Linked DNA regions of Sus scrofa: region 2 is linked to region 1. The links are chromatin contacts, called in public Hi-C maps. All regions are on one chromosome and are shown on one strand. The core of a region is the stretch at or near the end of the contact, and the rest is flanking DNA. Distances in the headings are between cores, read along the strand shown.

What was found. Hi-C and Micro-C count contacts between places; a contact is called where the count stands out from the background.
Region 2: a Hi-C map of liver shows a contact between it and region 1, with 5 times the contacts expected there. The contact joins two enhancer-like sites. A contact is called at or near these places in 1 of 5 promoter capture datasets (liver), 4 of 47 Hi-C or Micro-C datasets (blood and liver) and 1 of 2 datasets of contacts at active chromatin or transcription factors (alveolar macrophages).

Annotation. Positions count from the first base shown.
Region 1 is chr2:44,592,923-44,599,043 of Sscrofa11.1, forward strand. All of the region lies in intron 1 of PDE3B (cGMP-inhibited 3',5'-cyclic phosphodiesterase B), which reads right to left. Among named protein-coding and RNA genes, the nearest start is that of PDE3B, 18 kb to the right of the region's middle. Within about 2 kb of position 2,114, at least 3 of the 83 cell types and tissues checked have an H3K27ac peak or open chromatin away from gene starts, as enhancers often do. A contact at or near this core is called in liver, where this site is marked.
Region 2 is chr2:44,718,404-44,724,766 of Sscrofa11.1, forward strand. All of the region lies in intron 3 of LOC106507279 (a long non-coding RNA gene), which reads right to left. Among named protein-coding and RNA genes, the nearest start is that of PSMA1, 19 kb to the right of the region's middle. Within about 2 kb of position 3,843, at least 19 of the 83 cell types and tissues checked have an H3K27ac peak or open chromatin away from gene starts, as enhancers often do. A contact at or near this core is called in liver, where this site is marked.

The sequences.
Region 1 (6,121 bases), core at 864-3,363:
ACTACCACAATGTCATCTCAAATTGTTATATGCCATCTGTCTCTCTCTCTCTCTCTTTTTTTTTTTTTTTTTTTTTTTTTGTCTTTTGTCTTTTTAGGGCCACACCCTCAGCATATAGAGGTTCCCAGGCTAGGGGCCAAATCGGAGCCCTACGCCACAGCCACAGCAAGATGGGATCCGAGCTGCATCTGCAACCTACACCACAGCTCACAGCACTGCCAGATTCTTAACCCACTGAGTGAGGCCGGGGATCAAACCTGCATCCTCCCGAATGCTAGTTGGATTCGTTAACCACTGATGCACAACAGGAAGCTTCTTTTTTCTTTCAAAGAGGGAATTCCTACCCACAAGGACCTGCATTAGTCTCCATTCTCCCAACTTTGAATATTCACCTAAACTTCCTCTATAAACGCTATTATTCACCTAAAGCAATCTTCCTCTACTGGAGAAGATTACTGTTGGGTTCTCTGATTTCAATAACATATTCTTTAGGTATCCTCCACCTTGCATTATTTTCAATGATGGAATTATGAGTATTAGGTAGCAATGAGGAAAAAATGCCATGTTAAGTGCTAAAAAAGAATAGTATTTAGTGCAATAATTCAATTCAAGAAACTATTTGGTATATGCCAAGCAAAGGGGATGCATAAATAAGAAACTGTCCTTGCATTTAAAGAACACAAAATAAGGAAGTACGAAAGACCTGTCAATACAAATATATTGAGTATAAAGAGCAATAGTAGATGCACACTGAGAAGGAAGTGACTCAATATTGTCAAGAGAAGTAAGAAATGAACAAAGGCAGAATCCAGCCTCAGTTTTAAAATTCAGTGCTCCATACAACTATGTCAAAACTACAGTAGCAAAACCGAGGACATACAAAATTTAAAATGCTTGTTGTAGGAGTTCCCTATGGTGCAGCAGGTTAAGATCCGGAATCGTCACTGCAGCGGCTCAGGTTGCTACTGTGGCACTGGTGTGAACTCTGGCCCCAAGAAGTTCCACATGCCACAGGTGCAGCCAAATAAAATAAAATAAAATAAAATACTTGTTGCATAAAACGTGTTAAGATTACCAAGGACCTCCATTTTCATGTTGAAAGGCAATGCCTTTTCCTCAACCCTACTGTTTCCATAAGTTGGAATTTTCCCTAAAACTCCTGGCCTCTCTTTATCCCCTCACTATTTTTCTCCTAGAAGGGGAATAATAGTACATGATTGGTAAGTTTAGACTAAAGAATTACATACCATAATTCTACCTGTTGCCTTTTGCTCTTGGGAGCCTATCTGCCAGCTGGAAGTTCTCCAGTGCTCCTCCACAAATAGGCTTTCCTAGCAAATAGGGAAGATGTTCCTGGCCCTGTCCTGTCTGTGACCAGGTATGTCTATTTAACTCTGGGCTTCATATTAGAAAGTAAAACAGCCTGCATATATAAGCCATGTGCTGCAACATGAGCTTTACCAGGAATAAAGGTGGTATTCTGATACTCATCTATCATTCTTTTCTCAGTTTGTTCAAAATTTGGGGAAAAATGTGGGTGTTATTTATTGAGCCCTCTTAGGTGCTACAATATTATAATGTCTTCTTATTTAAAACAAAATCTTCACTTTTATCTTATACTAAACTCCTGGGTATAATATCCATACATAATTCTTCTTCATAGCCCTCTAGTTCCTAGCAGAACATTCACCCTAGCAATGTTTGCTGAAGGAGTGAATTTTCAGAGAGCAAAGCTAATTCTACATGGTGCCTAATTTACAACAAAAGAAAAATGACTTGTAAAATAATAAATATTGGTGTTTACTAAGGCATACATAGGTATTTAACTTCTAAGGAAAGATATTTTCCCACATATTTATAAAAATTCACATCCATAATTATTTTCGTCTGCTTTAAAGCATCATCACTTAAGTAGTGAAAGGTCTTCAGGGAACTTTATCTAAAAAATGGAACTAAGCGTTAAATTAAAGAAGCAGTAAAGCTTGGTGCCTAATGGTGACTGGAGGGTAGGAGAAATCACTTTTTTACATAGCGTTCCTAGCCTTCTGTTTCCTCATCTCTTGTCTCCCTCTTATCAGCCCTGGGGTTAGGCTCCATAAAACTGTCAACATGCTTAGCAGACAGTGAACTATGAAGCAAGACTTACGAGTGAGGCCATTTGTTTGAAGTTCCAGGGTACTTCCAAAGTGAAAAACTGGAACAAAAGTTTAAGGGACAGAAAGTTATAGTTGCAATAGTTGACGAATTCGTCGTCTGGTAGACCAAAGGTTCTTAATCTTTAACACTGAAACTTCAAAAGATTAAGTACTCCAATTAGCTCTTTTAATCGCTTTTGAAATCATCAGTTGCATCTTTTCTTTGTTGTCCTAATACCGAACAACTGATGAAAGAATTTCCCCCATAAAATCTCTCATGCACACATTTTTTACTTAATACAGATTGTAAGAGAAGTATCAGAACAATAAAAAGGGATTGCTTGGAGTTGCCTGGTGGCTCAGCAGGTTAAAGATCTGGCATTGTCACTGCTCTGGTACAGGTTTGATTCCCTGGCCCAGAAACTTCAGCATGCAGTGGACATACCCCCACCTTCCCAAAAAAGAATTGCTTGAAAGATCTAAATTGCAATTAGCTTTACCATTGATTTTAGAGTAATTTGGCATAAAGCACCAAGCAATTCAAAGATGAAAGTCTGAACTATTAGTAACAACAAACACTAACCTTGCATGACAACCTGTCAGGTGCCAGGATCTGTTTTAAGAATTTAACAAGTTATCAACTCATTTAATCCTCACAATGCCTCACATCAGTGAAACAGATGCTATTATTATTATTACTATTATTATTATTATTATTATTATTATTGCTTTTTAGGGCTGTACTAGCAGCACATGGTGGTTCGCAGGCTAGAGGTCGTATCGGAGCTACAGCTGCCGGCCTACGCCACAGCCTCAGCAACGCCAGATCCGAGCTGAGTCAGCTCACGGCAACGCGGATCCTTAACCCACTGAGCAAGGCCAGGAATCAAACTTGCAACCTCACAGTTCCTAGTCGGATTCATTTCCGCTGTGTCTGGGCGGGAACTCAAATAGATACTATTATTAACCCCAGTTTACACCTGGGAAAACTGAGGTACAGAGAAGTTAAACAACTTGCCCAGTATCTTGTCAGTGGCAGAGATGCCATTTAAACTCTGAAGCAGTCTGGCTTCACAATTGTGCAACACAGCTTATTGTTAAGGAGAACACCAAAGACAGGAGGGAATTGGAACCATCTCCACCTAGAGCTCTTTCCTTCATTCAAGGGCAACGCAGAACTATTATGAAAAATGACAGAGTAAACACAACAATAGATAACCACTGTCAACTCCAAAATGCACTATGAGAAATACGAAACAGAAATGTTTGACCCCTGTTCTCAGGAAGTCACATCGCACTTAGAGACAACAAGCATACACGTGAGAAAATGTGCATTAATCAATAACACCAAGCTCTTTGTCATTTCTCCCAAACCAGGTCCTTTCCCCATATTCCCTATGTTAACTAATGACACCACTAACCTTTCAGACACTCAGACCTAAAATATCTTTAGACCTCTCTTTCTTCATATAAAAATAGTCATACCTTTCTGTCTCCCCACTCCACCATTCTCACTAGAGAGAAAAGATCCTCACTCCATCTCACTATTTTTTCTTCCACGGTAAAGGCTATTTTTTTCTAGTTTTAGTTCTGGCTTGTTCTTCCCTCATGAACAAATGAGGCACTGTTAGTAATGTTTCAGAACATCAAGGTTACTTAATTTTAACCTGTATTTTACTATCAGCATTCATTTTTGATTTCAGTTCTTCCTTCTGCCTGAAGTATACATATTTTTGCTTGTAGAAACTGTTTTTCCTGGTCTGAAATGGTTTTAATACGTTCCCTTTCTAGAAAGACAGTTTTGCTTAGCTTTGGTTTCTACTTTGACAGTTATTTTCCCTCAGCACATGACCAATGACAGTCTACTGTTTTCTGGCACTCTTACTATTAATAAGTCACTTTTCAATATAATTGCCATTCATTTTTTGGGTAAATAACTTCTCTTTTCTCTCTGCCTTCTTTCAGTACTTCTCTCCACTGTGGGTGTTCTGAATTTTTCAATGATAGAAACTAAGAGTGGATTTCTTTTTCTTTACTCCACTTGGGCTTTCTGGATATTGGTTGGTATTTTTCATCAGCTCTATAAAGTTCTATTTTACAGCCATTATCTCCTCAAATATTGTCTCTTCTCCCTTTTATGATCATCTTTTGGAACTTCAATTAAATTCACATTAAACTTTTTCCTTTATTATCTAAGCTTTTTTTGTCTTTTGTTTTGTTTTGTTTGTCTTTTTGCCTTTTCTAGGGTGGCTCCCGCAGCATGTGGAGGTTCCCAGGCTAGGGGTCTAATCCGCGCTTTAGCCGCCAGTCTACGCCAGAGCCACAGCAACTTGGGATCTGAGCCGCGTCTGCAACCTTCACCACAGCTCACGGCAACGCCGGATCGTTAACCCACTGAGCAAGGTCAGGGACCGAACCTGCAACCTCATGGTTCCTAGTCGGATTCGTTAACCACTGAGCCATGATGGGAACTCCTATTATCCAACTTTTCTTGATCCCTCTTTCTTAATTTCCACCTCTTTTTCTCTCTGCAAAACATTGTGGACAATTTAGTTCTGGCTTGTTCTTCCCTCATGAACAAATGAGGCACTGTTAGTAACGACAATTTCTTTGAATCTATCTTCTGGTTTGCATATCCTGTCTCTCAACTGCTATTTAATACGTGCATCAGGTTTTAATTTGTGGTTATTTTTCATCTTTAGAAGTTCTCTTTCAAATCTGCATGATTATTCTTTTAGTCCTTTATTCCTCAATCATTTCTGCAAGCTTCTATTTCATTTATTTAAGCAAATTAAACATATTTTAAATATCTGATGTATAACATCTCCAAGCTCTGAAGCCTTTGTGGGTGTTTCTTTCTCTGCATACTTTTTTCTGCAGGTTCTTATTCATAGTGCCTTGTTTCCTTGCAAGTTTTGTGGATTTCTGACTATGCACTGCTCAATTTCCTTGGAATTTTATCTGTGGGGATTTGAGGCCTTAGAGAATTTGAATGTACTTCTAAGAATCACCTCAGACCACTTTACATTTTTCACTTGAGGTTTCTAAGGCCACATACATAGCATTAATTCAGATTAAAAAAACTAAATGACTACTCTATGATTTCACTTACATGACATTCTGGAAAAGGCAGAACCATGGAGAAAGTAAGAAGCTTTGTGGCTCCCAAGAGGGGTAAGGGATGAATATGCAGAGCACAGAGGATTTTTTAGGGTGGTGAAAATACTTTCTATGTATTTTCCACAATGATGAATATATGTCATTATACATTTATCTAAACCCAAAAAATGTACAATACCAAGAGTGAAACATGATGTAAACTATGGATTTTGGGTGATTATGCTGTATCAATGTGGGTTCATCAGTCCTAACAAATGTTACTGGTGGGAGCTGTTGATATGAGCAGAGGCCATGGCCACGTGCGGGCAAATTGTATAACAGAAATCAATTCCCCTCAATTCTGCTGTGAACTTTAAACTGCTCTAAAAAATGACATTAATTTTAAAAATTTTAACTAAACGAGGACCCCAAAGACTCCACACACATACACGAAAGGTTAGAATACACAGATTCAGGAAGGCTGTAGGATACAAAATCAATACATATAAGTCAGTTAAATTTCTAAACATTAACAATGAAATATTCAAAAATGAAATTAAGAAACAATCCCATACACAATAGCATCAAAAAGAATACTTAAGAATAAACTTAACCAAAGGGGTAGAAGACATGTAAACACCGCTGAAAAAAAAGAATCAAAATACAGATAGACATCCGATGTTAATGAACTGTAGGGCTTACTATTATTAAGATGTCAACATTACTCAAAGCAATCTATGGATTCAATGCAATTCCTATCAAAATTACAAAGATGATTCTGCCAAATGAAGTCAGTCAGTTACAAAAAGATAAATACGGTATGATTCCATTTGCATAGAGTATCTAAAAGCAGTTGAATTCATAGAAACAGAAAGTTAGAAAACACT
Region 2 (6,363 bases), core at 2,593-5,092, 130 kb after region 1:
TTCCCCTGGGCCAAGGATCCAACCCTCGCACAGCTGTAACCAGAGCCACAATGCCAAATCCCTAACCTGCTAGGCCACCAGGGAACCTCATTTCTTTTTGTTGCCATCTAATATTTCATTGCATGGATTTTATTCATATTGATGGACATTTAGGGTGTTTCCACTTTTCAGATAATATGAATAATAGCTGAAATGCCATGAGTATTCATGTGCGAATGTTTATGTGGATATATGTTTGAGGGTTCTTATTTCTCAGAATTCTCTCTAACTCTTGTTAGTGTGTGTCTTTGATTATAGCCATCCTAGTGAATATGAAATGGTATCTCACTGTGGTTTTGATTTACATTTCCCTAATGGTTAATGATGCTGAGTATTTTCTCACATGTCTATGGGTTATGGGTCATGGTATGTCCTCTTTGGATAAATGTCTATTCAGAGAGTCTGCCCATTTTTTAATTGGGTCATTTAATTATTGAGCTGTAAGAGTTCTTTATATATTCTGGATACAAGTTCCTTACCAGATGTATGATTTGTAAATATTTTCTTCCATTCTTTGGGCTGCCTTTTCACTGACTTTATAGTATTATCTGCAGCACTAAAATTTTAAATTTTACTGTACTACAGTACAACTATTGCCTAGGTGATGAATGTACAGCTCTGAATATACCAAAAACTATTGCATTGTACACTTTTTTTTCCTTTTCTTTTTATGGCCACACCCGCGGCATATGGAAGTTCCCAGGCTAGGGGTCAAATCAGTGCTGCAACTGCTGGCCTATGCCACAGCCACAGCACCGCCAGATCCAAGTCACTTTTGCAACCTACACCACAGCTTGCAGCAACACTGGATCCTTAACCCACTGAGTGAGGCCAGGGATTGAACCCTCATCCTCACGGATAGTAGTTAGGTTCTTAACCCATGGAGCCACAATGGGAGCTCCTTGAATTGCATACTTTAAATGAGTGAATTATATAGTATATGGCTTAATCTAATAAAGCTTTTTTTTTCTTGAGGAAAAAAGCAATAATGGCAGAACAGAGAGACAGAAAAATCCATACCCTAGCCATTGTTCGATCATCTCTATATGTGAACAAATCTCTGTATGTGAACCCTTATTATTTAAAAAAACAAAACATAAGTTAGGTTCTAAAATTAGATCATGGTGATGGTTGCACGACTCTGTAAATGTACTAAAACTTTACATACTTAAATAGATGAATTCTTTGGCATATGAATTATATGTCACTAAAGCTATTTTTAAAAAGTCAAAAGAAACTACTGCCTAAGCTACAGTCATAAGGTATACTCTTAGGTTTTCTTCTAAAAATTGTTTGTATTGTTTTGGCTCTTGCATTTTTTTATGGTTTTTGATCCATTTTGAATTCATTTTTGTTCATGATGTAAGGAAGGTATCCAGCCTCAAGTACTTTATTTTATGCTCTTAAAAGCATTATTCTGAGAAGGAATTTACAAGCTTCACCAGACTGACAAGGTGGTCCATGGTACAGTAAAATTCATGGGTAGGATTGAATTGGGAAGCTCTTTTCCAGTTCTATGATGCTCTTTACTGTGCATACATTATGGGTGGGGATCAATCATTCTTTTTTTTTTTGCTTTTTAGGGCCACACCCATGGCATATGGAGGTTTCCAGGCTAAGAGTCTAATCGGAGCTACAGCTGTCGGCCTATACCATAGCCACAGCAATGCTGGATCCAAGCCACATCTGCCACCTACATGACAGCTCACAGCAACGCTAGATCCTTAACCCACCAAGCAAGGCCAGGGATCAAACCTGCAACCTCATAGTTCTTAGTCAGATTCGTTTCCACTGTGCCATGACGGGAACTCCAATAATTCTTCTTTAAAGAAAATGTCTATGTATGACACCAGCTGCTTCTAAGTTTTTTTAAAGGAAGCCACTGTCTGGCAATCATGAGAGGGCTCAGCCAGAGCTCTGTAAAGTGTTTTAAGGGGCAGAGGTGACATAATAGGGGAAGGAAATGTTTTCTACTGAAAAGTGGTCAATTGCCTTCAACACGCTGCCAGTAAACTGAGAAAAGACTTTTTTCCCCTCTGGTTTCAGCTGAATGCCAGCTTTTGGAGGGTAAATAGAATGGGCTAGAGGAAAGGGTTCTAAATACCCTCAAATGAGGGAGGGTTTCTTTGGTACCAAGTTAGCAGGAGGAGAGATGCCATACATGCCACTGAGGCACCATCACTAAAAGGGACAAAAAATCAGGAAAATACAATCAAATCTTTGTTTTTATAATTGTAAAGGTACTATTTTCTTTTATTTGGCCATGCCCACAGCGTGTGGAAGTTCCCAGGCCAGGATTCAAACCTGTGCCATAGCAGCAACCAAGCCACTGCAGTGATAACACCAGATCCTTAACCTGCTGTGCCACAAGAGAACTCCTAAATACACTTCGAAATTTTACAATTGTTACTGCATATTCTTTACTTTTAAAAAAAATTTTAAGCATGGTACAGAGGGTTTTTAAGTATATGTTGGTTGGCTCGCTTTCAAAATTAATTAAATGATTAAGAGATAAATCATTTCCATTTTTTTCTATTTCTTTTAGTCCCACCTGTGGCATGTGGAAATTCCCAGGCCAGGGACTGAATTCTCACCACAGCTGTAACCACAGCCACAGCAGTGACAATTCTGGATGCTTAACCTCCAGATCATTTGCATTTTTAATGTCTTTAGCATCTTTAAGCGATTTGATCACTGTTTATAGGCATTGTAATTTTTCTTGGAATCTATTTCTACACAATGAAACTACTGATCACACTAATTATAAAAAGAAAGCAAACTGTTTGCAAAAAGTTCCATTACAAAGACTATGAGAGGAGTTCACTCCACAGCTCAGTGGTTAACAAACCTGACTAGGATCCATGAGGATGTAGGTTCGATCTCCGGCCTCACTCAGTGGGTTAAGGTGCTGCCATGAGCTGTGGTATAGGTTGCAGACGTGGCTCGGATCTGGCATTGCTGGGACTGTGTGTAGGCCAGCAGCTGCAGCACTGATTTGACCCCTAGTCTGGGAACTTCCATATACTACAAGTGCAGCCCTGAAAAGCAAAAAAAAAAAAAAAAAGACTACGAGATGGGTTCCCTGGTGACTTAGTGGGTTAAGGATCTAGCATTGTCATTGCTGTGGCTCGGGTCATTGCTGTGGTGCAGGTTCAATCCCTGGCCCAGGGAACTTCTGCACATCAGGGGCAAGGCCATAAAAATCAACAAATAAACAATGAGATATTTATAGAAGAGCTAGAATATTCTCCTGAGATTTGTAAGCTATCTACCCTGAGGCATAGACCACACTAAATTCTCAATGTTTTTGCAAATTTTGCATGCTTTGTCTTGATATACTTTTAAATGAATCAAGAAGGGGGAAAACCCTTAGGGGTTTGAAAGTCAGGACTTCACTTTTCCTCTTCCCAGCACCTTCTTCTCAGGCTCTTCCCTCTTTTAAGAAGGACGTACATGTGGGGAAGAAGAGTGTGGGCAGAGAGGAAGCAGTGTCAGAGCTTGAGAGCCCTGCCAGTTAGTTAAAGGTCAGCACAGAAGGGACAGTCTATTGAGAGGACAAGGAAACTGACCTCTCTTGAGCCAGCTAAACTGGATGGCAGCCAGTCTATCTTCCCCCTGGGCCTGAGTGGAGCTCCCCACAGTTTTGTGTGGCCCTGCATTAAGATAAAAGTGCTCTGGAAAAACAGGGTCTAGCTTCACCTTTTTAAAGGAACAGACCAAGCCAGGTTTTAGCCAGGGGTCAAGGACCAGAGGATAGAGAGGACTAAGCTGGTATTTGCTGTGTCCAAAATTTCAGCTTATTTGGAAAGACTGAAACTAAGTAAAGATTTCTTATTAGCATAGAACAGGAGTTGTGAAATCTGGTCAAAGGGTTGTATGCAAGGATGCCTTTTTTTATACATACTCTCACGGTGAAGTGGGGAAAGTAGTGAAAAACACCACAGTCTAATTAGGGAAGAAAATTACTTTTTTTTTTTTTTTTGTCTTTTTGTCTTTTGTTGTTGTTGTTGTTGCTATTTCTTGGGCCGCTCCCGCGGCATATGGAGATTCCCAGGCTAGGGTCGAATCGGAGCTGTAGCCACCGGCCTACGCCAGAGCCACAGCAACGCGGGATCCGAGCCGTGTCTGCGACCTACACCACAGCTCACGGCAATGCCGGATCATAAACCCGCTGAGCAAGGGCAGGGACCGAACCCGCAACCTCATGGTTCCTAGTCGGATTCGTCAACCACTGCGCCACGACGGGAACTCCAGAAAATTACTATTTTTAATAGTTTTTTAACATTTCTCATACCAACAATTTTCTTCTGACTAGGACACAGGAATGATGCACCCGAGTTTTTGTCCCCCTCCTCAGAATGAAAGCAGAAGTAAAATTCTTTTCTCACAAATAAAATGCACATTAAAAAAAAAGCATTAAATCAACATTAGATGACTTATTCTAAAACTATATTTTCCTTTAATTGGACTTTTCTTCAGATTTTTAAGAGGAAAAGTTGACATTTAACCCTATATGTTAGTTCCTTTTTTTCTTTCATGAATTTTTTCCTCACATTTACTTTCTGGTGGAAGTAGTATTTTATCATTCTGTGAAAATCCCACTGAAATCCAACAGTTATTAGTAACATGGTATATGTAAAACTGAAAAAATAGACATTTATGATGGATCATTTTGCACCTTCTGCATTTAGATGATCTCAGCCTATTTTCTGGAAATGTGCATTGAAGCAGAAGTGATATTTTATCTCCCCTGAGGCTAAATCTTTCCCAAATGTCTGTTTAGTTCATTGTGCTTTTTACAGAAGGAAGAATCTTGAGGACTAGGTCCAATAGGGGAAAATATTGCCCAAAGTGGCCTGAGAAAATATAGCTGGATGATGAGTCCCAGTTTTCATCATCTAAGTTGCAAAGAGACAAGTTCACGGCCCAGAAGACAACCTTGTGCATTTGAGAGCCAGGCAAATGCTGAGAAGCAAGCAGTAAAGCTGAAGCCAGGGGAGTGAAGATCTGAACAGAGCTAGGTGGATGGAGAGGGTCAAGGGAGGGGTTTCAGTTCTGAAGCCACAAATGGGAAGCAGGTGCCTGGGTGCCCTTTTATGTCAGTTGTTGAGAGGTTCTGCTGCTTGGAGCAGCTACCCAACACCCCAGGCCAAACACTGCAAAGCAATAGATATATACAATCTATTTTTATTTTCTCTTTTATATACTTTATTTTCATCTCAGTACGAGACAGTTTTTTTATCCTTCCATTCTTTCTTCTGTGGGTTCCCGTTTTTAAATTTCATTCTCTACGCTCTAGGCTCCTTCTTGGAATTTTTGTTCATCTTGTTTTCTTTAAGACTGTTGGAAAAGTTAGCACTTTTGCTGTTTTTTTTCTTTTTTTCAATCTATGTTCATGTAGTCTGACCTGGAAACCAGGACTTTATGTTGGTCTGGGTTTCTCAATCTCTAATCAACTCTGTGGAAAGTGGAATAGCTTGGCAACAGGCATAATAATAATAATAATAATAATAATAATAATAATAAATTACAGTGAACACAGAACTAAGAAACAAGATTCAAAAACAAGGAGGTGTTCCCATTGTGGCTCAGCGGAAACGAACTGAACTAGTATCCATGAAGATATGGGTTCGATCCCTGGCCTTACACAGTGGGTTAAATGATCTGGTGTTGCTGTGGCTGTGGCTGTGGCTGTGGCGTAGGCCAGCAGTTGTGGCTCCAATTTGACCTCTAGCCTGGGGACTTCCATATGCCACAGGTGCGGCCCTAAAAAGCAAAGAAAAAAAATATGTGGGCTTTCATCTGAAAATATCTATTCTGATCAACTGAGAAGCACTCCTACTATAAGTTAATAACACCTCTCTATGTGGAGAAGAACAAATCCATAGGGAAATTCTGCCTTAGAGCGTGAAGTTTGCTTTGTGTATTACCTTCTGGTGAAATTCCTACATATAAACAAACCTTTGAAAATCCAAGTTGAAAACAATGGCTGCCACTAGTAAGATTTCCAAGGATACTTTTAAAAAACAGAGTAGGTTTTGTTTTTCTGGCACAGCTACTTCAAAGATCTCACTTAAATTCATGCATGGTCATTTTATATCTCCCATTTATGTACTCTTATTTGCTGAACTTAAGTTTTGTGAACGAGTTATTTTAAAAAAATACTTTTTGAAATTACCCACACCCTAAACAGCAGGACTGCTGTGTGTATACAAATGCTCTGGAAAGGCACAAGTCAGGTATTGGGTGTAGGCACAGGACAAACCGCATGGTCTGCCTTGGCAGCCCTGTCCTCACCTGCAGGCTGCCCACACACACTCCCTT